Linked DNA regions of Mus musculus: regions 1, 2 and 3 are each linked to region 4. Evidence: chromatin contacts called from public HiCAR-type, HiChIP or PLAC-seq and promoter capture Hi-C data. All regions are on one chromosome and are shown on one strand. The core of a region is the stretch at or near the end of the contact, and the rest is flanking DNA. Distances in the headings are between cores, read along the strand shown. Region 1 overlaps Ppp1r9a (protein phosphatase 1, regulatory subunit 9A). Region 2 holds the start of Pon3 (paraoxonase 3). Region 3 overlaps Ppp1r9a (protein phosphatase 1, regulatory subunit 9A). Region 4 holds the start of Peg10 (paternally expressed 10).

What was found. Promoter capture Hi-C pulls out the DNA fragments that hold promoters and counts their contacts. HiCAR-type assays count read pairs that join an accessible place to other places. HiChIP or PLAC-seq counts read pairs in DNA pulled down with a chosen protein or histone mark.
Region 1: a contact with region 4 is called in a promoter capture Hi-C map of neutrophils, with 5 times the contacts expected there. The contact joins the enhancer-like site here to the promoter of Peg10 in region 4. A contact is called at or near these places in 16 of 39 promoter capture datasets (the 3T3-L1 cell line, 3T3-L1-derived adipocytes, cranial neural crest and 10 more), 1 of 15 datasets of contacts at CTCF or cohesin (the NIH/3T3 cell line), 45 of 484 Hi-C or Micro-C datasets (the 3T3-L1 cell line, the N1E-115 cell line, bone marrow-derived macrophages and 26 more), 24 of 115 datasets of contacts at active chromatin or transcription factors (bone marrow-derived dendritic cells, bone marrow-derived macrophages, cardiomyocytes and 14 more) and 4 of 9 other capture datasets (adipose tissue, embryonic stem cells, liver and 1 more).
Region 2: a HiCAR-type map of embryonic stem cells shows a contact between it and region 4, with 6 times the contacts expected there. The contact joins the promoter of Pon3 here to the promoter of Peg10 in region 4. A contact is called at or near these places in 2 of 39 promoter capture datasets (both in liver), 4 of 115 datasets of contacts at active chromatin or transcription factors (bone marrow-derived macrophages, embryonic stem cells and stem cell-derived neural progenitor cells) and 3 of 9 other capture datasets (adipose tissue, embryonic stem cells and macrophages).
Region 3: a contact with region 4 is called in an H3K27ac HiChIP or PLAC-seq map of trophoblast stem cells, with 22 read pairs. The contact joins the enhancer-like site here to the promoter of Peg10 in region 4. A contact is called at or near these places in 2 of 39 promoter capture datasets (hippocampal neurons and maxillary cranial neural crest), 7 of 484 Hi-C or Micro-C datasets (the N1E-115 cell line, embryonic fibroblasts, embryonic stem cells and 2 more), 9 of 115 datasets of contacts at active chromatin or transcription factors (astrocytes, embryonic hindbrain, embryonic limb bud and 4 more) and 4 of 9 other capture datasets (adipose tissue, embryonic stem cells, liver and 1 more).

What each region holds. Positions count from the first base shown.
Region 1 is chr6:5,092,315-5,095,014 of GRCm38.p6, reverse strand. The region is part of intron 6 of Ppp1r9a (protein phosphatase 1, regulatory subunit 9A); the gene reads right to left. Among named protein-coding and RNA genes, the nearest start is that of Gm52886, 39 kb to the right of the region's middle. Within about 2 kb of position 1,399, at least 79 of the 459 cell types and tissues checked have an H3K27ac peak or open chromatin away from gene starts, as enhancers often do. A contact at or near this core is called in adipose tissue, bone marrow-derived dendritic cells, bone marrow-derived macrophages and 4 more, where this site is marked.
Region 2 is chr6:5,254,853-5,257,552 of GRCm38.p6, reverse strand. It overlaps Pon3 (paraoxonase 3), which reads left to right and starts at 1,320. Exons shown (of 9, transcript NM_173006.2): 1 at 1,320-1,400. The coding sequence starts at 1,327.
Region 3 is chr6:5,006,664-5,009,363 of GRCm38.p6, reverse strand. The region is part of intron 2 of Ppp1r9a (protein phosphatase 1, regulatory subunit 9A); the gene reads right to left. Among named protein-coding and RNA genes, the nearest start is that of Gm52886, 47 kb to the left of the region's middle. Within about 2 kb of position 1,348, at least 13 of the 459 cell types and tissues checked have an H3K27ac peak or open chromatin away from gene starts, as enhancers often do. A contact at or near this core is called in embryonic stem cells, extraembryonic endoderm stem cells and trophoblast stem cells, where this site is marked.
Region 4 is chr6:4,746,041-4,748,740 of GRCm38.p6, reverse strand. It overlaps Peg10 (paternally expressed 10), which reads right to left and starts at 1,435. Exons shown (of 2, transcript NM_130877.2): 1 at 1,163-1,435. Sgce (sarcoglycan, epsilon) reads left to right here and starts at 1,537. Exons shown (of 11, transcript NM_011360.3): 1 at 1,537-1,761. The coding sequence starts at 1,653.

The sequences.
Region 1 (2,700 bases), core at 150-2,649, 350 kb before region 4:
GAACACACTTACAGACCGTGAGACCTTCTCACTAGGACTATCTTCCCCCTCTTGTTTGGACAGGATAACTACAGAGTATTACAACAAAAGCACGTCTTTGGGACTAGAGAGAGCAGGTCTCCAGAAAAGCCTGAGGCCCAGAGAAAAGTTGAAAGATTTCAATGTCATTGTATATTAAGGGGATTCAAGTAACTAATTACACAAATCTCCAGTGTGATGCCTGGCCTGTGAGGCATATTCATCACTCTACCCTTTACTAAGTCCCTTAAAATGTACCGGGTTTGTGAGCTTGGTTGTTTGAACTTTAGAGAGAGGGGTGTTTCAGCTCACAGTTCTCGAAGTTCAAAGTTAAGGGGCCACACATGATAGTAATCTCCTTACCGGCAGACAGAGCTATGAGCTGGCTCAGTAGATCACATGGCAAGAGACAGAGAGTCTGTGCATGAGCACATTCAGATGTGTGCATGTTTTTACCTGTTTATGGCATCTCAAACTTTATTTCAGAGAATGCTTGTTGGTTTTCATATCCTTGTCAGTACCTAGTCTCCAAGAAGAAAAACAGTTTTTAAAAGATCTATTTTTACTATTTTAAATTATGTGTAAGTGTGTGTTTATGCAGGGGTGCATGCACACGACTGTTGATATCCTTGGAGGATAAAGGCATAGGATTCTCCCTTGGTGGACCCAGCATGGGTCCTGAGACCTGAAGCTAGATCTCTGCACAAGCAGGAAGAGTGCTTAGCTGATGAGCCATCTATCCAGGCCTTGAGTGGAGAAATGTTTAAATACCTAGATTACTCGGATAGCCCTGGGTTCCCAATCTTCAGGGGCTCAGCTCATTCACCTACCACACTGCTGATAAATTATTATCATAGCAATTTTAACTAGAGATCTTTAAGTAAAATCTCTTCCAACTACTCAAATTCATGTTTCTTTTCTTCAGTACTCTGTATCAATTTTGCTACTTCATTAATTAGCTTTGGATTTTAATGTTTTCTTTAGTTTGTACCGGCATACTCAAAACCAAGGTCACTCTTTTATTTTATTTTTTTTGGCCATGGTGTCTCAGTGGCACAATGACCTCCGTGACACTGCTTCCTGTGCTCTACTGGGATCCTTCCTCTCCAGTGTGGACTGGACCTAGCAATTCAGCTGCAGCTAAATACAAGGGAAGTAACTAACTTAGTTACAGGAAGTGTGACTTGTGCCTCTTTTGTCCTGGCTTGTTCTCTGTGTCCTCACTATTGGGAAGCAGGAGTCCAGGTTCTGAGCAGGAAGGGGCCACATTACAAGGTTCTGAGATGTCTGGCCAACAGCCAGCAGGAAACAGAGGTTTACCAACAGTCACATGAGGGAGCTTGGAAATGGCTCTTCTGCATCCTGTCGACAGCTGCGAGTGTGTTTGGATGCAGACCCTCTCCCAGTTGAGCGCTTAGATGGCCACAGCTCTGGCTGACACCTTACTGTCGGCCTTGGGACAGATGTGAGCTTAGAAAGATCCGGATGAACGAGCTCACAGTGTACTGTAGAGACATTTCTTATTCTAAGTTGCTATGTTTTGGTGGGTGGTGATGTTTTAGAAGGAAGGGGATTCACACAGGAAGGGAGGCTGCCAAAACAAAGCAGAGAAAATAATAGGGATGTGGCTTTGGAAGTGGGCAGTGGGCGAAGGCTAGATAGATTCTAAGGAATGGATTAGTTTAAACTACCCTAAACATATTGTTCGAGGAAACCTGAAAGGCAGGCTGTTAACATGGCAGAATGTTCAGGGTGAGCATCAGCTCCTCAGGGAGACACAGGGAATGTCTAGTAAACAGTACCATCTCAGAAAGAGGATGCCAAACCCAGCCTCAGGGGTTGCCTCTCTGTTTTCTCTCCTTATAGTAAAATAGAAAATATACGAAGATACTATTAAACAGGAATGAAACAGAAGTTTATGGCTTTGAACAGTTTAAAATTAAGGCTAGAATTAAGAGATGGCTGAAAAAGGAAGTTCAAATTCAGGGAACTGCTAGGAGAATACAGATTTCAAATAGAGGAAGTTTACTAGGGTTGTGGCCTTAGGAAACTCCGATTTTTTTAGTTTAGTTTAGTTTTGTTTTTGTTTTTGTTTTTTTGAGACAGGGTTTCTCTGTCCTGGAACTCACTCTGTAGACCAGGCTGGCCTCGAACTCAGAAATCTGCCTGCCTCTGCCTCCAATTTTAAACAGCGTCAGATAAGCAAGTCTTTGAACTGCCCTAAAAGAGGCACAACCTGCATTCACTTTTAGGCTGTATGACATTTCTGAAAAGCTAATTTGAAACAAAGCCCCCGCAAGCCTCTGCTCACAGGGATCATGGGGAAGAGCTGTATGGAGAAGCTGGTTCCCAGCCGTCTTCCTCTCTTGTCTCTATAGAGTCCATGGCATCTGATAGATTATCCCATGATAGGACACACCTGTGGGTGACTGATCAAAGTGACCAAGACAAACAATAAGGGAATCCTGTGAGTCTAACACTGGAGAAGAGCACTGCGAACAGAATTCTAAGTCACACAATAGTCCAACCTGTAGAATTCCGATAAAGCCTCAGGATATACCTTAGAAACCCAGCGCACTGATGTTTCCACTTGTCGTAAATCAATAACTCAAGTAGTGGAGGGTGTACCAGGGAATGGAGACGTGTGCCTTTGACACACACACACACACACACACACACACA
Region 2 (2,700 bases), core at 71-2,570, 510 kb before region 4:
TGCACCTGACTTCCTCATACATCTGAAAATAAGCCACAACCATCATGAGAGCTGCGCAGGTGCACCAGGATACTGGCGAATCCATTTTGGTGGAGACATGCCCCTGCTGCCCTGATTAGCTGAAGCTGCGTGCCTGGTGAGGTGACGTGGCCTGCTGTGAGTGGATGAGGGCTGAGAGTATATAAGAGTGAGAGGCCTGGGTCAGAGAAGGAAAAAAGATGAGAGAGAAAGTTGAAGTGAGAGAGATGAAGACGGAAGTTTGCTGAATAAACTGTTGTTAGAAGGACTGGTGGTCGTGTTGTTCTTGCTGGTCAAGAGCGGACGCTACACCTTAGTCCTATAAAATCTACCTATTTCAAAAAAAAGCTCTCTTTTTAAACTGAATTCTGCTGCTGCTACCTCCTATTAGTAACTAAAAAGAGATGATCCTTGAAGGTGCGATGTTCCCTAAACTCAAGTGTCTGGCCATCTTCAGTCTCTCCAACAGTATTGTTTATCTGAAAGGAAAGTTTGCTCTTCATTGGAAAGACCTGAAATTCACAGAAGAGTAAGACTCTCCCATAAAAACGATATATTGTTGTTGATGTTATTATCATTATTATTATTAATATTATTACATTCTGCTCATCTTCCAGATTGCCAGACAGATGGACTTGTCTACCACCATGAAGGCACCAGGAAGTTCTGAGCCAAAGTTCAGAGCTCTGGTTCCTCGAGAAGGATGAGCCAAAGGGCTCGTCTTTCAGGATTTTCTTCTTCAGGGTGTATATGGAGCAATTTCTCCTCTTACATGCAGCCTGCCAGAACTCTGAAGCTTTAGTCTATGAACTCTGGCTTCCCAGGCAGCTCTCTCACATCACTCCACTGGAGAAGCTGAGGTTAATTGAGTTCTGTGACTTTAAGAAACAAATTTTCCACACCGTGAGGATTCCAGCTTGTGAGTTCAAACCTGAATGGTCCAGAGTTTAGCTGACCTTAGCCTAGGCAGAAATATGTTCTTGGACCGCTTGCCTGGAGAGCCAGCCTTAGAATCTGCACATTAAAGTGGCCTTGAACCATCGCTAATAAAGGTGGACTTGAATCAGAAGAACAAAAATCCCCTTGAAACTCAAGTAGACAAGTGGCTTTGAGCCCTCCATGTGGAGGTGGCTTTGAGCCTTGGCGCAGGAGAGAGCAAAACTCCCAAGACTGCTAGAAAGGATCAGCACAACTGCCAGGAGGTGCAGGCAGGCGGGGCACAAGGGACTGATCAGTGGGCGGGACCCTGAGTCCGCGCCCCAGAGCGGCACCAGTCTTCCTGCTTTTTGCCTAAGGCACCCAGACACCATGGGGAAGCTTGTGGCGCTGACCTTGCTGGGAGCCTGTCTGGCCTTAATAGGGGAAAGGCTGCTGAATTTTAGGTGAGTGGGCATCTCCATGGAGATGGCTTCAGCTCTTTCCTTTCTAGTCCACATCAGGGAACTCCTGCTTCCAACTTCCTAGCGTTTCCTTCCGGAAAGGAGCAGTTTTGGAACCTCAGTTCTTAGTGACCTTCTCCTTGAGACTCGTTCACTAGCAAAGGGGACAGCTGCGTGCCTTTCTAGGCTGCCAGGGTAGGAAAGCCCACGTTTGATTTCTGAAGGTTGGGTACCTTTTCCAGGTCTTCTGCTACATTGCCTTTGTGAAAGACCAAGTCATTTGGAAGTGTTGGACTTGGGGGAGGGGATCAGACTAGCAGCTGGGTGTTTATAGCTGACTCAGACACTGAAAGTGCGGGCCGTTCCAGAACCCATGCCACATTGGAAGATGAGCCAGGAAACAGGGAAGAGAGCTGAACCCCGCGGACAGGAACTGACTTGAAGGGTAGTTGACTTTTTGAAGTAGAAGATCCGGCAGGGAAACCCTCCCGGAATTACTGTCTCAAGCAAACTCAGTTTGATCTGAAAGATTTTTTTTTTTAAAGGTGGGTTCTTCTCCTCCCTCCCCTTATTGCTACTTGGGGCTAAGGCCTCTGCTTGTCATCTAGTTGTTTTTATTCTTTCTCTGAGGAGTGACTAGTCTCAGAGGTTCGCTGCTGCAATCTGTTCAGACACTGATGTCTGTTGGCAACGCTTTCTAGTCCAGCTTGAGAGGGCTCGTTGTCCCGCCTGCTCCCCAAACAACAAATGGCAGAATCTTCAAATAGTAAATTTAAGAGTGGTACAGCTAGGAAGACTAACACTTGCCTCCCCACCCTCACCCCCAAGTGTTAAAACCATACCTCTAAAGGATAATTTTTATAAATGATCAAAAGATAAATCTACCTTCAGTCTTCTTGAATACAGTTCAATTAATATTTTAATTTCTACCTAGTATTTAGAAGTCTATTTCAGTGCAAGGTAAGAGCGCTGTGCTGAAAAGCACTTTGGCTAACTAATGCCTTTAGTAGTGTCAGGTCCATAAGGTACCTTTGCTAAGATAAGTCAGCATAAGCTTAGTTGAAATGAGGAAGTTAGAGCTAAAGTTATCAGTTCAGCTCCTTGGAGACCTCAGAGAAATTTGGAATTTTTTTCTCCCTACTGGAGGAAGGAGGTCCAAAGAAAACAAGAAAATATGAAATGGGTAAGTACAGATTCATATTAGGTAATAGTTAAGAATATGATGTAATGCTGTTTGTTTGTTTTTTGTAATGCTGTTTTGTTCCTTTAAATGAAGAATAGTGTTCGGTTCTGCCTAGCATTA
Region 3 (2,700 bases), core at 99-2,598, 260 kb before region 4:
AGTTAGTCACTGTTCTATGTATCTCTGTCATTGGAAATTGTGATCACGCCACCTTAATCAGAGCACAAGTCCTTCTCACCCTGATCTATCAACACATAAAATGAAAACTGAGGCCAAATAGGAGGCAAATGCAACAAATTCAAGAGCAACTGTTCAATATAATGAATTTCTCTATAAGAATCTAACAAAAGGACTGGGAAAATGAAACAACTAGGTTTTGTAATGCAGAAGTTAGCCCAAGTGACTGAGCAGACAGGCTTAAAGTAACTATTAACAAATGTGGTCATAGAAGAGTCCAAACAAACACTTCCCAGGGCAGTTCCCATATTTTAGAGGTTATACCAGTCATCCTTTACCTCCTCAATGCATCCAGAGTCATTTGGGGTAAATGTCTCGAGTTTGTTGATTAAGTTCAAGTGGACCCTCTGTGCCGTACCCAAACTGTCTGACGATGCAGCAGGGTGGAGCTTGTCCACGTCTGCCCCGACAGTTGACCTCAGGACAAAATCAAATCAAAATACTCCTGAATCGAATCCCTGCGAGCAGGTGGAGAGCATCACACGGCAGCGTGCGAGTTCCTGTGCTGACTCAGCGGCTGTGCGAAGTCTAAGTTTGCTCCGTTGTCTTTGGTCTCTGTCATTGTTTTGTTTTGTTTTGTTTTGTTTTGTTTTGTTTTGTTTTGTTTTGTTTTGTTTTCATTCGTCTTGCGTCATTTTGTTTATCTCCAGACTCAGTAAAACTTTAACTTTTTGCAGCCTATCTAAAGCAGCTGTGGCTAGGAGACATCATGTTTGAAGTTCCTCAGATTAGCTGAGTGGAAAACCCTGAACTTCTTGCAAACAAGCAGCAGGAAGACAGAAGGAGTAAGAGAGCAGAAAAGGCAAGCAGGCAGGGCCAGAAAGCCAGACATGCTCCCAAACGAGGCTTCCCATGGGGCCAGAAACTCCTCTTCTTAACAGTGAAGTCATTACACAACATATGGATCACAGAGTGAAAGATCAAAATTCAACAAAAGGTAAGGTGGTAAACAACATTCCTGAATTCCTGAAACAACATTCATTCATCAATTCTTTATACAATGTGAAGGGTTCTCAGGAATTTTTGTAAGGCTGTACTTAACTGTTTTGGGAGCGGCCTGCCTGTGAATGACATACATAATGCCCAATTTCCATTTTGATTTATCTTTTTGAAAATTCAATGCTGTCTAAATTGATTTTTCCATTTGTAAAGTCTCCTTCTAAATCAAATACCTGCAGAAATGTACAAGCTAAAACAATTGAGTCGGCATAGATGGATGAGAAGGTGGTGGGCCTGCAGCTGTACCTGCCACCAGTGTGACATCAGGCAGACCTTATTATCACCTAGCAACTAGAATGCAGTAACATGGTGTGGGCAATATGCACACACTGAGAAGTGCAGCAAAATCAAATTGTAGGGGAGGAATCATAGTAAGAAAAGCTTGTTATTTAGTAACACTGTAGGCTTCCCAGGGTCGCTCCAAACACTCCATGGTGGGCTCTGGCTTGTGATGTAGGCAGTAGTGGAGAACAGGCATCTGCCGCGCTGCTCTCAGTGTCCCAGCACTGTGCAGAAAGTGTCCAGCAGCTGTGAATGCGATGACTGGGTGAGTGGAGAGCTGAAGAGCGGGGGCCAGAGCCTGTAAATTTGTCCTGGGTAATGGAAGAGAGGAAGAACAAACTCCTCAACTCCTGTCACTCTAATTTAAGTACACAGAGAAGAACCTCCTGAAACATTCAGTTAAAGCCCTTTATCTTTATTCACAGGGAATAAAAATGCCAAAACAGAAAGTCACTCTTTCGAGGACATAAAATGTCCATCAATCTTAACACATATGAGTGGGAAATCAATCTTGCTAAGATGAACAAGCAAGAGGACTAATGTAGCGTCCGTGCCTTTTGAAAACTTAAAATTTTACCATGAAGATATATTTGTACAGTTAAGCAGAAATCAATGGGCAATAGCCAGCTACATGAAATATTTGGCATTTTACCTGGAATACAGTAGGTACCCAATAGGTGGCATAGGTGTTAAATGTGTCAGGATATAAATGTCTTACAGAATGTAGAAACCCAGGCTGGAGAGAAGGCTCAACCATTAAAGTCTAGGCTCACAACCAAAAATATAAGAGTAGAGAAACCCAATGTGGGGTGCGTTGGGAAAGGTACTCATTTGGGTAGAAAAATATACTGAAGTACAGTGAGAAGCAGGGAAAAACTGGTCAGTGACAACCTAGGAGACATGTTAGAAATTCCTAAAGAATAGACCTAAGTCTGGATATGATCAAATAGGTATGAGAGATTCATGGGGAATTATGAATTCCTCGTCATAATTGTTAATTATAAAATAACGATTGTCTGGAAAGCACACATCTAAGGAGATGAGCTGCCTTTGAAAAGCTAACTAAAGAAGAGGAAACCAGCATCTCCTATGCCATCGAAGCAATCTAGACAAGATGGCTGGGGCAAGAGTGCAGGGTGTGGCATCCAGGGAAGCTGAGCTAGGAGCTCTTACGCACAAAGAGCTGACAGGGCTTCCAGACTCCATGCCATGACTGAGCGAGGACAGGCACTGCGGTGCTCCTAGCCCCGTTCTCCAAGGAAATGGGGAAGTGGGAGGATACTAACTGTGAAGCTGTGGAGAGACACAGAAAATGCACAGCCAGACTTCTACTTACTAAAG
Region 4 (2,700 bases), core at 186-2,685:
TCCACTGCCATAAGCAGGAGTTACGTGGGCAGAATGTTAAAACCAATTTTGGCCTCCCAGGGCTCCATTTTGTTTACCACCAGCACCACCACCATCATGCAGATAGCCGTCCGACAGGAAAACGGAGCCAGTTTTGACCCGAAAGGTGAACTGTGTTGTCCCCTCACCAAGGAGAGATACGTTCTCTCGTCTTCCCAACGCTACTTTCTGTGTCACTTAAGAGGCTGCAGGTCTTATGCCTGTGCCGCAGTTTGTAGCGCATTTTCTAAATTCACTCTTGTTGCGCTTTTGCGTTTGGTTACTCTCCTGCAGCTTTCCAAATTGAATACGTGAAACACGAATCGGTTTTGGGTATCACCGTAGTTCGGGCTGGTTTGTGGCGCATGAAGCGCCCCGTTCGCCCCGTTCACAGGTTCGCCTGTTCGCCCGTTTCATTTGCTCGTTCGTACGCTGAAGCGCATGAAGCGCCCATTAGTACAGTGAAGCGCATGGCGCGCCCATTAGTACAGCGAAGCGCATTAAGCGCTCATTAGTACATCGTAGCACATGAAGCGCCCATTAGTACAGCGAAGCGCATGAAGCGCCCATCAGTTCGTAGCGTGTGAAGTGCCTATGAGTATTTTGTAGCGCATGAAGCGCCTATGAGTATTTTGTAGCGCATGAAGCGCCTATGAGTATTTTGTAGCGCATGAAGCGCCTATGAGTATTTTGTAGCGCATGAAGCGCCTATTAGGATTTTGTAGCGCATGAAGCGCCCGTTAGTTTATCACAGCGCAAGACGCGGCCGTCTGCAGTGCAATCCGTTCGTAGCGCGGCACTTAAGAGTGCAGAGCCAGTCACTTTGCAGCGTATTTGGGGAGCTCATCACAATTCGGTCAGTAGCTCATGTGCGTCTGCAGCTCATCGCTGTCCGCAGCTCATGTGTCTACCGACCATTTCTGGACGCGAGTCGTGGAAACCGAATTCGCGGACCCGAAGCCGTGAAGACTTGCTTTCCACGCTCTCGTCTCAGGATCTGGCCACTGAAGGCTTGACAAAATTTGCGAGGAGATATTTTGGGGGGCGCTACTTTTATCTCCCGCAGCTCCCGATGTAAAACGGGGATTGCGTGTGACCGTTTTCTTGGAGTTAAAAAAAAAAAAAAAATCCTAACCATACTCACCACACGAGGATTCCTCTGCGATGCCACGAAGGATGAGGGGTCCCGCGACGGCCCGGTCCACTGGGTGACCGCGGTCCGGAGAAGGCTCCGGACCGCAGCCCGCGCAGCAGACCTAGGCGAGGCTCGGTGGACCTTCTCGGTTGGCTGCTCTCCCCAGGTCGTAGTTGGTCAGGATTCTTCGACACACACCAACTCAAGTTGGAAACGCGTGTATCGGGAGTCCGGACTGCTTGCCTTATATAGAGAGATCCTAGGAGGGGGGGCGCCAAATCCCAGCGTGCTTCGCGAGCAGCGGGGGCGGAGGGGGGCGCGTGGGCGGGCGCCTTGGGGGATGGGGTGGGGGCGCGGCATGCACTGCTTTGGCCCGCCGCTAGGGGCAGCATGGGCTCAGGAAGGGGGGGTGCGCGATGCTGAACTGGCCAAGCTGGGAGGAAAAAAAGAAAGGGAGGGGAGGGGAGGATCGAGGACGGTTGGCTTAGGCAGGCCAAGAATGCTATTATTCTGGTGGTGGGAGCTGGGAGACCCTTGTGCTTGGACGGGAAAGGGTCGGGGGACACTCAAGATGAGCCCCGCGACCACTGGCACATTCTTACTGACAGGTTAGTGGCCTGCGCGCGACATGGAGGTTCAGGGGCCCACAGGCCGCCGCCTCACACTCCCCCACTCGGGTTCCGGGGTACCAGGGCGTGCCCAAAGGGTGCTAGTCCCGCTCTATGCCCAATGCCTCCCCCTCACAGCACCCCTCTTTCAGGACACCCTGCAGCCCACCTTTTGGGCCAAGTGGGTCCCTCCCCAGGCTTGACCCCTGGCCTTCTCTTTCTCTCTGCACCCCCACGGCCCCTCCCTGTCCAGCAGGGCAGGAATTCAGCTCCAGTTTCCATTAAGAAGGGCGCCCCTCCTCGCCCCCCCAGCCTAGTGGTGGACATCTTCTGATCCCTGAAACAGACTTGGGGGGTCGTTGCCCCTCGGGGTGGGGATGGGGGTTTTATCCCACAATTGAGACTCCCTGGCCTAGATGTGAACCAAAGGACATGTCTGGCCAGCTGCTTTCTCTCTTACACAAAGATGTACATCTTTTCTCATTTTCTGGGATCTGGTTGAGAGAGAAAAAGACCACCAAAATGTGACATTTAAAAGATCGAAGCCCCCCCCCCCCCGCGCGCTTTTTTTTTTTTTTTTTTTTTAAAGCATATTTCCTGGTGGCGCGAACCTGATTTTTCCTTAGGTTTTACCGAACACGGAAGCAGGATCATGAAATTCTGGGAGCCAAACGGCGGTGTGCAGGTCAGGGTCAACCATGGCTGGGGGCCAGAGATGCTGCAAACAGCACCCATTGCCCTACTAAATACGTTACGAAGGGAAAGCAAGAACAATTGAAAACAGCTGTGGATGCTTCCAATGTTCTTGGCGGGCTTTGGAAGCCTTCAGCTACGGACTTTGTGAGGTTTACACGGAGACCTCAGCTTCCCCCCCCACCCCGCGCCGTTTTATGTTTCTAAATCTTGTGGGTGAATGAATGTTTTGGGGAGCAGTAACTG